2 separate regions of the Mus musculus genome follow, and region 2 is linked to region 1. A link is a contact called in public Hi-C data. All regions are on one chromosome and are shown on one strand. Each heading gives the region's core, a stretch centred on a gene start, on an enhancer-like site or on the middle of the called end of the contact. The rest is flanking DNA. Distances are from core to core; before and after follow the strand shown.

What was found. A called contact is a pair of places that touch in the nucleus more often than the background predicts.
Region 2: a Hi-C map of ventral hippocampal neurons shows a contact between it and region 1, with 2.4 times the contacts expected there. The contact joins two enhancer-like sites. A contact is called at or near these places in 1 of 39 promoter capture datasets (hippocampal neurons), 7 of 484 Hi-C or Micro-C datasets (cerebellar granule neurons, cerebellum, neural progenitor cells and 2 more) and 1 of 115 datasets of contacts at active chromatin or transcription factors (astrocytes).

What each region holds. Positions count from the first base shown.
Region 1 is chr6:81,470,144-81,473,414 of GRCm38.p6, forward strand. No RefSeq gene overlaps it. Among named protein-coding and RNA genes, the nearest start is that of Gm38838, 26 kb to the left of the region's middle. Within about 2 kb of position 1,693, at least 16 of the 459 cell types and tissues checked have an H3K27ac peak or open chromatin away from gene starts, as enhancers often do. A contact at or near this core is called in ventral hippocampal neurons, where this site is marked.
Region 2 is chr6:81,767,344-81,770,735 of GRCm38.p6, forward strand. No RefSeq gene overlaps it. Among named protein-coding and RNA genes, the nearest start is that of Gm32223, 40 kb to the left of the region's middle. Within about 2 kb of position 1,963, at least 33 of the 459 cell types and tissues checked have an H3K27ac peak or open chromatin away from gene starts, as enhancers often do. A contact at or near this core is called in ventral hippocampal neurons, where this site is marked.

The DNA of each region.
Region 1 (3,271 bases), core at 443-2,942:
ACTAGGTTTGACTTTAAACAATCACTTACCATCTGAAACACAGCATCCATTTTTTTGTAATGGTAAGAACTTTATTCATTAATTGGAAACACATAAAATTATGAATTGAAAAAATATTTGAGTAGAAATTTGGAGTTAGATTAGATTTTTAAAATCTAATTGAACTAGAGCAACTTACTTTTTAGGGAACATGTAGAAAGGAAAAATGCCTTGACTAAAAATTCCTGATTAATTTTTCTTTTATTGAATCAGTTTTATTTCATAAAATATATTTGGATTACAGTTTCCCCCTCTTCTTACTCCTCTTAGCTCCTCCCCACATCCCTTCCCATCTAGATCCTTTCTGTCTCTTTTTAGAAACCGAAGGAATCTCAGGAATAATAATAAAATAAAATAAATAAAAATTTAAAAATTGGAATATGATAAAACAACCAACCACAAGAAACACATGTAGATACAGAGACACACATGTTTACACACTCAAGAATCCCATAAAATGCCCAAACAGGAATGTTTTTGTTTTAATTTTATTATTTTCTGTGCTTTATTTTTATTGCAAAAATTGTCATAGTGAGTGAGAAACAGTAAGAAATCACAAAAAGTGAGCAACCCATGTAAGTATGCATTTAAAGAGAAAGAAATCAATTATGAAACATGAAAATACCTCAGTGGTCTCCTGGTAACAAAATAATGGTAAATTATTCATTAAAATGTGTGAGATTAAAATGATATCTTTTGATTTAAGAGCTTTAGTAGTTTTAAAGAAAAATTAAAAACTTTTAAATTAGTTTAAATGTAATGCCAGGGAAATCATTTTTTTTTAATCTTTAACAAAATAGGATATAATACTCTTTGGATTGTACAATTGAAAGGTATATAAATAGATGCTCAATGTGAACAATGAGTGGTGAAAAGGATATTTCTCTAACAGAAATGGAAGAGCCCACCTTTATTTTGTTATCAATATGATAAACACATCCTTCAGCAATCTCTGGAGATGTTAACCACCAGATAGTTATGAAAGGAATATTTCCCAAATTGGAATTTTCCATTCTTACTGACATCTTATTTTAAACTGGGACAGCAAATACTTTTACGTTCTTTTGTTCTTTCTCTGTATAATTCAGATAGATGACTCAGAAGTAGGATCTGACCTCTAAACAGATAACAGACACACCCTAGTACTGTCTGCAGATCTTTGCCATTAATTTCCAGCCACCAGAAAATCCGGAACCAAAATTGCCCTTAGTCATTTTATTTAGCCAATTACATCTCCACTTTCCCCTGCTTATTATCATCACATGCATCACAAGACACGACTCTGACGAGTTAGTTACACTGTAATGTGCTAACTAACACCAGTGGAACTACTGGGGAATGCAGGGCTGAGTGTCCCTCATCCCCCATTACAGTCCATCTTCCTACGATCCTGCTGAAGCTCAACTATTTTTCACAAGCACTAAAAACAGAGAGAGACAGGCAGTGTTAATAAACGTGAAACAGCCTCACAAGTGCCTGTCTACCAAGTCCCAACTCAAAGATTCGCATCCCCCTTTCTACCAACTTATTTTTAGAACTGTACTTTTCCAGTGTGCTGTTGGCCAAAGACTGCGAGCAGTGGGGTTCATGCAGCACATGGCAGAGCTAGCCCATCTGTTCAGGTTTCTATCCAACCATGTCATTTTATGAGCTCTCTCTAGGAGGCTTTTGGTTATCCAATTTGTAGTACTCTCTAATATAAACAGCCTGGTATCACTTGAGAAACTCAGCGAGCCAAGCCAAATGATGTGAAATTGCTAACAGCGAGTACATTTAAATTAGAAATGTTTCAAAGTGCATGTGTTATATATAAATCTCTCCTTTTAACATTTTGTGACACAGGTAATGCAGGTTTATAATAGGAAAATTTGTAAATAAGAATAAACAAAGGGAATAAATATATATGTATGTGTGTGTATATATATATATATATATATATATATATATATATATGTTATATTATATATTATTCCTTGGTCCACTTCCTTGGACAAGCATTGCCACCACAGTGGTACATATACTCCCAATTTTATGTACGACTCAATAAAACATACCCTTGCTATACATAATAATTTAAGTAAGTTGATTTTGACCTCACAATCCAAGGAAGATATTTCCTTCCCTAAGTATATACCTGTAACTAAATGTTGAATACATTCATATTGCATCTCTATTCAAGGGATAATGTTTTGAATTTTAAATAAAATGCAAATTGGGTAGCCTTATTAACCTGTACAGGTTATGATCACCCATTCCAGATGAAATTTTTCTCAAGTAAATTTAAATAGGACATCTGCACAAAAACTAAAACTCAAATACCTCAGTCTACCACTGAGAACTATGTGTTAAGTACACATCTCAATTTAAAGATGAGTTAATGAACTGTCATGTGGATACTTGACCACAGCTGATTAGATCAGCCATCTGTCCCTCCCTTAATATGTCCACATATCTGCTTTGGAACACATAAGACCGTGAAAACTCTCCTATCACTGAAGTAGTGGGCTTCAAGTGTGAGAATTCTGAAGGAAGCTCACGTGTCATAAGACAGATTGTGTGGGGGCAGAGGAAACAGATAAGACACATTAGATGGGAAGACCACAAGGCAGGTTTTCTCCTTGAAATGAAGGTTTATTACAGTTGTCTTTGCCTACAGCCACAAGATAGAGACTAAAAGTGCAAGCAGGCCCCGAAGGACCTTATTTCCCATTTCTGTAGCAAACCTCCTCTGCCCAGGCCACACAGATATGAAATTAGTTTCAAAAAAATGTATTAAAAGCTTTTTCCTCTGACAAGAAACATTTAATTAGAGGAGCACAGACAGAATGCCTGCAGCAATCCTCGCTCTAATCTACACAAAGGTCCATTTTTTGATGGAAATATTTGTGTTGATTTCACAGTGACTTCCTGGAAAAACTTGACATATTTCATGGTCATTTCATGGACCGGAAAAAAATGTGCACGCAGTGATTTAATTATGATTTCATAATAAAATCTCGGTTTCCAAAAAGCTGTGTCTGTGTGTCAAGATGGAAGCAGTCTCATGTTTTACGTCAGTGCGATTTACATTTCCAGTAAACAGCTTCCAACAGGAGTGCTCGGGACTACTCCCATTTACCCTTCAAAGCCAGGCTGCCCCACTCAAAGGCATCAGAGGCATGTGCAGGAGGAATTGTGGTAGAGGAAGCAATAGTCACCGTCATCCTCCATTCTCAGTAAATAAAGACAAAAG
Region 2 (3,392 bases), core at 713-3,212, 300 kb after region 1:
TTGTAGTTTGAATGTGAAGTGTTCCTCATGGGCTCCTATGTTTTAACACTTGGTCCCTTGTTGATGGCTCTGATTTAGAAAATAAAGCCTTGTTGGTGAAAGTGGGTCCCCTAGGGCCTTGAGGCTGTGTAGCCTGTCCCCACTTCTACTGATCACAGATTCTAGGCAGCCAGGCACCTTGCCCGTCTGTCTTCATGCTTTCTCCACCACAAAGGGCTGCCTGTATCCTTCCCTAAACTAAGCCACAATAAACCCTTCCTCCTCACCCATGTTTTCTCACAGCAATGAGGAAAGAAACACAAAAACTCCCAACCCAGAAGGCAGCAGAAACAGACCCACAGTGGGACCTTAATAAATATGTATAAGGGGGCTGGACATGGTGGCTTGCATATGCAGTCTCTGCACTTGTGAGGCCATGGTATGAAGATCATGAGTTCAAGGACACCCTGTGATGTATTGTGAGGTTCACAAACCCTGTCTCAAAAAAAAAAATGACTAAGTCTCAGGTTTCAGCTGACTGAAGTCCTATATAGGAAAGAAGAGGGGTGGGGGAGAAGGAATGACAATAGCTTTGAGGTTAGCTCTCTGTGGCCAGCCTGGGCCACGTAATATTGAGCACATGAGTCACCTGGGGAATCTCTATAAAAATGCAGATCTGGATTCACTGGGTATAGAAGGAAACATGAGAGCCTGGGTGCCTGGCTTCCAAATGAAGGTGGCATAGTCCACAAGGTTGGAAGGATTTTAACTTCAGTGCAGAGGAGGCAGAGACAAGAGGATCCCTGCTGCTCAGAAGCCAGCCAGCCTATCCTAGGAGTGAGATCCAGGCCAGTGGGAGGGAGTCTTAAAAAGCAAGGTGGATGACTTCTGAAGAACGAGAGCCAGGGCTGACCTGCAGCTTCCTTCCACATGCATACATACCTTCTATGTGTGTGTGCACGCTCACGAGCGCACAAGTGAGGTGAGGTGTGGGAAGAGGAAGGAGGCAGGAGGCAGGGAAGGAGGGAAAAGGGAGGGAGAAAGAAAGAGATTGTCTAGATTTGAAGTCAGAGCACTAACCAGGTATCTCACCCTCCATCGTCTGCTGTAGAAAGCAAGGAGGGTGCCAAAATCCCATCTATACCGACATCAAAAACCATCAGGATAAATAAGTAAGAATTTTTAAATTATGTCCTGACATGACTCCATCAAGAGTTTCAGATATCATTTCAACTAGCTTCTTTTTGTCTAAGTAAGAAGAAATGCTCAGAGATGTATTAACTCGCCCAAGGTCTTCCTGGTGACTGATTGGCTATGGAGGCTGGACCAAAGCCTTCCCTTCGCCTGCCCATCTAGCATCCTTCTTGGTGCTGACTGCACAGTCTGCCGGGTAAACAGCACTGCAGCTCTGGATGTTGTTTACTTGGCTGTGCCTTTCCACAATGCTGTTGCATAACGCTTGGCTAAAACTGAGCCTTCCCATCCCTCCAAACTTTACCTGTCACTCCATCCAGATTAGCCACAGCCAGGCACATTGGTTCCCTGCGTCATGGCCCTGAAACCAACTGTTACACCACACTTGCTGCTCTGATATATGAGAGAACAGAAACCAAATAAATGAGGGAGAGAGAGGGGGGAGGAGGGAGAAAGAGAGAGAGAGAACCAGCCAACAGAGCAGACACTGAGCTGGGATTGAAACCCATTTTGATTCCCTGTGCACATTGCAAATCTTTTCAGACAGAACACAGCCCTTCACAATTTGCCAGACCCTCATTAGCTCAGCAGTCTGTTGTCTTAATACCAAAATCCTGCATATCGATAGAAATTCAGATGAAGGGAAATTAAATTTAAAGACAAACATCCTGTCATTTATAGGTCCAGTTTAAGAATCCTGCCCTCCAATAATTTTGGAATAATCTTGAGACTGATTGTTTTTGGTTTGTTTGGTTTGGGGTTTATTTTTTTTCCCTACAAATATATGATATAAGACTGTTCTGAGACTCCAAGTTGGATTCCCATCTTGGGTCTTCTTGCCTCCCAAGCTGGGTCTCCCTTAGTCTCATGGATTTTAAGTGCCATCTAGTGGTCAACTTTCAAACGTCAAAACTAATTTGAAATTTAACTTAACAAGCATAATTGGAGAATGTGTGGTCTCAAAATCTAGATTTAATCTTATTACCAGAAAATCACCATGGATCAATCACACACAAATTAAAAATATTTAAAAATTATAAATACAAATTTTCAACTAATCCAAAAAAGCAATGTGAGCAACATTTGATAAATTCCCAACTCTTTGATCAAAAATGTATAAAAGCTTTGGAAGGACTTTTTCCCCACTGCATGGTAGAGACATAACTTATTTCTAACTTTAAAGGGTCTTACCACTTGTGTTTTCCATTCGCTCTGACAAATCTACCCATTTTCCCACTACAGAGAAAAAACAATGACTCCGGATTTTACTCCATAGGAAGACAAACTTCTTTATAGTCAGCCCCACATATAGACAGGTTTCAGAGGTATTCCACCAGCTATGAATGAAGAATTTCATCTTTCCTAAACATGCAGGTGTTTCCCCGTGTCACTGTTCTCTAAACAATTGAGTACCGCCATTTGCATAGTAGTTGCATTGACTTACGCATTATGAACTCTAGGGAGTTGAACAAAGCACTTGAGAGGCTATGTGCCTGTTGCAAGCAAATGCTCTGCCAGTCTACATATAGGACTTGAGCATCCTTTGAGCTGGAGGACAGAGCTTATTCCCTCAGATACTGAGAGATAACTGAGCTTGTGGCTTACTCCTTCAAGCAGAAGGCGAGTGAATGCACGGGTCCCCACTGCCCCATTCACACACACTTCAGTACCTATTCTTCTTGAGTTTGCACTCTCATAGCCCCATCACCCGCACTTGGGTGACACTGAATAAATGGTTGTATGATTTCAGTTTCTCTGTCCTTGTATAACAGCAGACAAACCAAGGGGAACAAAAGTGAGGGAGGGTGTCTATAGAACCATCACCACATCCTAAGGGATGGCAGTTCCAGACAAAAACCCATGGATAGCTGCTGTGGCCTCACGATCAGAGGGAAGGTAGGGCAGGACTCCATCTAGTCTGAGAAAATATGTACAAATCAAATGCTGCCTGGGGGCGCTGAGCAGGTATTTCTTCTACTGCACAAATGTAGAGCTGCACAGCAGCTTCCATTTCAAATGATTAGATGTTCTTGAGCAGAGGCTACCACTAAATCCTAGCTCACTGCAGCCCACTGGATTGGGGTTTTGATACTATTTGTTTTCTGAACAAAAATGATAACCATAGACGCATAGACAGAAGCAAAATGTAAGACATAAATCAGCCTTCATGCATTCTGTAGATACAGCTGTCTTAAAACCCTTTGAATATTTTTTCCGTG